2 separate regions of the Mus musculus genome follow, and region 1 is linked to region 2. Evidence: chromatin contacts called from public Micro-C data. All regions are on one chromosome and are shown on one strand. Each heading gives the region's core, a stretch centred on a gene start, on an enhancer-like site or on the middle of the called end of the contact. The rest is flanking DNA. Distances are from core to core; before and after follow the strand shown.

Region 1 (2,700 bases), core at 157-2,656, 240 kb after region 2:
TGTCAAAGTGGCATTTTTTTCAAACAAAAGAACTAAATTCTAGCTCTGTCGTAAGTCGTGCCTCCCAGGGCCACAAACTTTTTCATTTCCTTTTCCTTTTCCTTTTCCTTTTCCTTTTCCTTTTCCTTTTCCTTTTCCTTTTCCTTTTCCTTTTCCTTTTCCTTTTCCTTTTCCTTTCCTTCCTTCCTTCCTTCCTTCTTTCTTTCTTTCTTTTTTTAGAAAGATTGTGCTGGCCTAAGAACTCGAGTGATCCTCCTGTCTCTACCTCCTGAATCGCAGTATTACAGACATGGGCCTAGCCCCCTGCTCCCAAACTCTTGCTTCATGTAGGTGCAAAATGAGAGAATGTATCAGAGGAATTAAATTTTTTTAAAAAATGATTTTATGTGTGAGACTGTTTTGTCTGCATGTATGTATGTGTACCACCTATGAAGTTCCCGCAGAATACAGAAGAGGGTGTCAGATCCCCTGAAACTCAAGTTACTTATGGTTCTGAGCGATCGTGTCATGGCTGGGAGTCAAACCTGGGTCTTCTGAAAGGGCAGCCAGAGTGCTCTTAATCACTGAGCCATCTCTCCAGCCCAGAATTAACTTTCTTTCTTTCTTTCTTTCTTTCTTTCTTTCTTTCTTTCTTTCTTTCTTTCTTTCTTTCTTTCTTTCTTTCTTTCTTTGCACATACCATGTTGAATGTGTTGATTTGGGAGTTAGTTTTCTCTTCTGGCCATGTGTTTCCCAGAGGAGGGGGCTCTGTCTACCTTAGACTTAGGGTCTCACCTGCCCCAGAGGTCTTTAAAACTCTCAGGTTCTTTGCAGAAAACTATTGCTTTTATCCCCATAGTACCTGATATCCCCCACCCTGCTTTTTTTTTTTTTTTTTTTTTGGCAAACACTTTGGGTGAACCTGTGTTGAGCATTTGACATGTATTGCCCCAGTCTGCAAATCATGTGAGAATGTAGGATTATCATTTTTATTTTTTTGCCTGTGAGCAAATTTGAAGAAAGGGTAAAATGGCTTGCGTCTAGTCACAGAACGAGGCTAGCGGAAGTTGGAGAGGAGGGAACCTTTAGCTGGCAAGCTTACACTTCAGTCATCAGCCCATCTCCCTCTCTTCTTCCTCCCAGCAGGGTTTTGCAAATGCTTGCCTTATGCATTTTGTTGCCTGTGGGAATATGAATTATTTAAAGTGAGAAGACTCTAAGATCAGTCCTAGAAAGATGGGAGGCCCTGGAAGTCAATATTTTAAAGATTTCTGAGACTTGAGCTGGGCTTTCCCAAGAAGCTGCCATTCTTTTCTTCCCACAGGAAGGGACCAGAGCTGCTTCTGCCCATTTCGACGTGTTAGCACCTCAGGAAGCCGGCACAGGAAATAGAGGGACCTGCTGAATCTACGTTAAAATTTCTGTAGCGGAAACTACAGAAGAAATGTCAGATACAGAAGAAAACCCCCTAGAAGAATCAAGAGAAAGTGGAGAGATGGAGGAGGAGAAGGAGGAGAAGAAGGAGGAGGAAGAGGAGGAAGAGGAGGGGGAGAAGGAGAAGGAGGAGGAGGAAGAGGAGGAGAAGGGGAAGGAGGAGGAGAAGGAGGAGGAGAAGGAGGAGGGGAAGGAGGAGGAGAAGAAGGAGGAAGAGGAGGAGAAGGGGAAGAAGGAGGAAGAGGAGGAGGAGGAAGAGGAGGGGAAGGGGAAGGAGGAGGAGAAGGAGGAGGAGAAGGAGGAGGAGGAGAAGGAGGAGGAGAAGGAGAAGGAGGAGGAGGAGGAAGAGGAGGGGAAGGGGAAGGAGGAGGAGGAGGAGGGGAAGGAGGAGGAGGAGGAGGAGAAGGAGGAGGAGGAGAAGGAGGAGGAGAAGGAGGAGGAGGAGGAGGAGGAGGAGGAGAAGGAGGAATATAATCCAAGTTTTGAAGAAGATGCTCTGCAGCAGAGCCTAACTGAGGGCTCACTGTCATGGGAGGAGTCTCAGGAGGATGGAGAGGGGCTGGAGGAGTGGGTGGAGAAGGAGGAGCAGAGAGAGGGAGAGGAAGTGAGAGGGGAGGAAGAAAGTGAAGTGAGAGGAAGGGAAGAGGAAGAGGGATGGGAGGAAGAGAAGAGCGGTGAAGAGGAAAAAAGTGAGGAGAGCGAGAGAAGTAAGGAAAGGGGAGGTGAGGAAGAGGGCCAGGAGAAGGAAGAGGCGGAACATGAGGGGGAAAGGGAGGAGGGAAGAGAAGAGGAAGAGAAAGAGAAGAGTGTGGAGCGGGAGGAGGAGGAGGAGGAGGAAGATACTGAGACAACTGAGACAAAAGCTGGACGAGCCAAGGAGGAAAAGAAAGAGAAGCAAAACAAAACAGCCCTGGTGGACAATATTGTCATCAGCCATGAGCCACCCAGGTCAAGCTCCTCCCTGGTGAGTCCTCCCCAAGCTCATCCACCCACTTACTCAGAATCATCCTCCCTGGTGAGTCCTCCCCGAAGCTTGTCCACCCATTTACACTGAATTGTCTGTCGCTTGGTGCTTGGCATGTGCCAGGCTGTGGGAGTACAAAACCAAAGTGAGACAGTCCCGAGGTTGGAGAAACAGCCAGGCCATTAAGAGCCCTAGCTGTTCTTACTGAGGGCTGAATTTTGGGTTCCCAGCACCCATGATGAAATGCCTTATAACTTTAGATCCAGGGAATTAATTCAATGTCCTCTTCTGGACTCCTTGAGCACCTGCACAACACACACACA
Region 2 (3,073 bases), core at 455-2,954:
TTTTGTTTGTTTGTTTGTTTGTTTTGGTTTTGTTTTGTTTTTCGAGACAGGGTTTCTTTGTATAGCCCTGGCTGTCCTGGAACTCACTCTGTAGACCAGGCTGGCCTCGAACTCAGAAATCTACCTGCCTCTGCCTCTGCCTCCCAAGTACTGGGATTAAAGGCATGCGCTACCACTGCCCAGGGAGACAAAGTCTTTTATGTAGCTGGCCTAGAACTCAGAGATCCTCTTGCCCTGCCTCTGTCTCCCAAGCGCTGGGATTAAAGGCTTGTGCCACCATGCCAGCCCCAAGTTCTCAATCTTTGTAAACCTGGGAAGGCAGCAGCTAGGGGAATCTCAGAAACTCCACAGGAGGCCTCTCTTTTGTGCCATGTGGTTGAGTGAAGGGCTGCCCTCTAGCGGTTGTACAAGAGTTTAACTCTCACACTGTTAGACCTGGAGTGCCACACCACATGCTTAGGATTTATTTGACTGGGATCTAAATTTATCATTTGTTCTTGTTTTTCCCACATGTATTCAGTCAACAAGCATTTCTTCAATGTGGAGTATGTGCCAAGAAACATTCTGAAGGCTGGGGGTTAAAGCGGTGAGACTGCTCTTAACGTGTCCTAAAGTTCCTTAGCCCAGTGCCCTCCCTACCTTACCGGTATCTCCTGAGCCCCACCCTGAACCTCCCTATTTTCCTCTTCCCTTAGGTCCTGGCGCCTATCTTGCTGGCCCAGGTCTCAGCTCAGATGAGACTCCCAAGGTGTGAACCTTTTTAGTCTGCCTCCTGCAGAATAGAAAACGCTACGGAGGGGTCTGGGAATGGCAGGCACAGGCTAATGGCAGGCACATGCTAATGGCAGTAGTCCAGAGGCTTGGGCAGATGGCTCTTTGTGAGTTCGAAGCCAGCCTGGTCTATATAACAAGTTTCAAACCAGGCAGAGCTATGTAGTCTCAAAAATAAATAAATACAAACGGGGGCTAGCATTCTAAAATTAAAATAAAAACCCTGTTACTATCCACCTTTTTTTATCTTTTTTTTTTCTGTACACATTTACAGTCTCCTGAACTATAATTGACTCGATGTTTGTGTGTCTTTTCTACAAGAGTGTTGGCTGCAAGGGTGCAGGGAATTTTGTCCCTCTTGTGTTTCGAGGCAAGGGCTCACTCCTCCTTCAAACTCATTGTTTTCCAGTCTCCTCTATGCTGGGACTCCAGGCACGCATAACATCTTCGGGATCGACTTTGTCCGTCTCAATCACAAGCCTACACCCTGCCCTCGGTGCCTGGGACCGTGTTGGCACCCAATAGACGCTCAATAACCGCTCACTGAACTCTAGTAGCCCTCCGCTTGCTCTTTTTTCCAACAGACCTTTTGCCACCTTGTTCCAAGGAGGAAATAGGCCTCAGGAGGCGCCCAGAGGTGACCTCGGATGGCCTAAGTCAAGAGCTCCGGGAGCAAAGCCACAGGAGCAGCTGCAAAGAGAAGCGAGGCCTGACAGCGTGGGGCGCTTCCAGGAAGGCGAGCCAGGGGCTGGGGGCGGAGCCGTCGGAGGCGGTGCGGGGTACGTCACTCGCACGGACACCGCCCACCGCCTTGTGGGCGGGGTGTGTTCGTGGGTGTGGCGTATGCAAATAACCTCGGGTCGCCGGCCAATCGTGGAGCTCGCGGAGGTGCCGGCTTGGGACCGGACGCCGGTCGGCACGCAGGCTCCGGTCGCGGCCGCTTGGAACTTGCGGAGCGGTTCTGCAGCCAGTGCCTCGGCCTTCGGATCCGGTGCGTCCGGCTGCGGGAGACCGGCTCGAGTGGGAGGCCGGCGGAGGTGCGGCGCGGCCCGGCCCGGCCCCGGGGCCGCAGCCTTCTCAGGCGCTCGCCGCCAGCCGCGCCTTCGCAGCGTACTCCATGCATCCGGAGCCTGCCCCGCCCCCGAGTCACAGCAATCCGGAGCTTCCCGTGAGCGGCGGCAGCAGCACTAGCGGCAGCCGCCGGAGCCGCCGCCGCAGCGGGGACGGGGAGCCCTCGGGGGCCCCACCGCTGCCGCCGCCGCCACCCGCCGTCAGCTACCCGGACTGGATCGGCCAGAGTTACTCCGAGGTGATGAGCCTCAACGAGCACTCGATGCAGGCGCTGTCCTGGCGCAAGCTCTACTTAAGCCGCGCCAAGCTCAAAGCTTCCAGCCGGACCTCGGCTCTGCTCTCCGGCTTCGCCATGGTGAGCTCGGGCCTCCCTGCCCTCCTCCCCTCTTCCTGCTTCGGCCGCTCCCGCCCGCAGCCCCGACGGGGCCCACAGTTGGGAGCGGGCTGGGCGTGCCTGGGGTGAGGGGAAGAGCTGGGGAAAGCTGTCCTAGGCGCCGGAGGGGAGCCAGAGGCTGCTGAGCTGTGAGGGCGAGGTGGACGACCAGAGATAGAGATACCCACGCGCAGGTGTTTTTAGACGGGCACCTTGTCGCGGCAAAGAGGTTAGGGTTACAAAGAATGTTGCTTTCATGAAGTTGCTATGTAAGAAGTCTGCCCTGCATGTAATCAGGGGGACAAGAAGGATGCAAAAGGTCCAGCCCACTGAGGACAGGTGTCAGGAGATGAAGATGAGCTACATTGTGGCCGCGCCTTCTCGCACACCTAAGGCCGGAAGGTATTAACAAGACTTTATCAAATATTGGAGGGGATTTCCCAATACGTTCCACCTCCCCATACTCCACTAACTCTTACTCCCTTTTACACTCCCCACCCCACCGCATTTTCCAAGAGCCTCAGCCTAGGGGTTGAGTGCCACTCCCCACCCTCATTTTCTTCTCTAGAAACTTGCCTCTGAGTCACTGGGTGTGGGGGAGGAGGGTGGGACATGTTCCCCTTGAAAGGGCTCTTGCTTGATGAAGAGGTAGGCATATTTTCCTCCCCTCAAGTCCCAAGAAGGTGGTACGAAGCCTCTGCAGGAGGCGCCCCTGGAGGCTGCAGGTTAGGCACCAGACCTTAACTCTAGGAATACCTTCAGGCTTGCCTGTCTTGGAGTTTGCCTGGAGCTGTTATTATCTTTCGATGACATCAACCTACATCAGTGGGGTCTGCCGCCCCCCCCCTTCACCATCAC

What was found. A called contact is a pair of places that touch in the nucleus more often than the background predicts.
Region 1: a contact with region 2 is called in a Micro-C map of embryonic stem cells, with 2.3 times the contacts expected there. The contact joins the promoter of Wdr66 here to the promoter of Orai1 in region 2. A contact is called at or near these places in 1 of 484 Hi-C or Micro-C datasets (embryonic stem cells) and 1 of 115 datasets of contacts at active chromatin or transcription factors (bone marrow-derived macrophages).

What each region holds. Positions count from the first base shown.
Region 1 is chr5:123,252,382-123,255,081 of GRCm38.p6, forward strand. Wdr66 (WD repeat domain 66) reads left to right here and starts at 1,407. Exons shown (of 21, transcript NM_001370840.1): 1 at 1,407-2,377. The coding sequence starts at 1,424.
Region 2 is chr5:123,013,370-123,016,442 of GRCm38.p6, forward strand. Orai1 (ORAI calcium release-activated calcium modulator 1) reads left to right here and starts at 1,705. Exons shown (of 2, transcript NM_175423.3): 1 at 1,705-2,197. The coding sequence starts at 1,889. It overlaps Gm2479 (a long non-coding RNA gene), which reads right to left and starts at 1,658. Exons shown (of 3, transcript XR_387710.4): 1 at 1,358-1,658.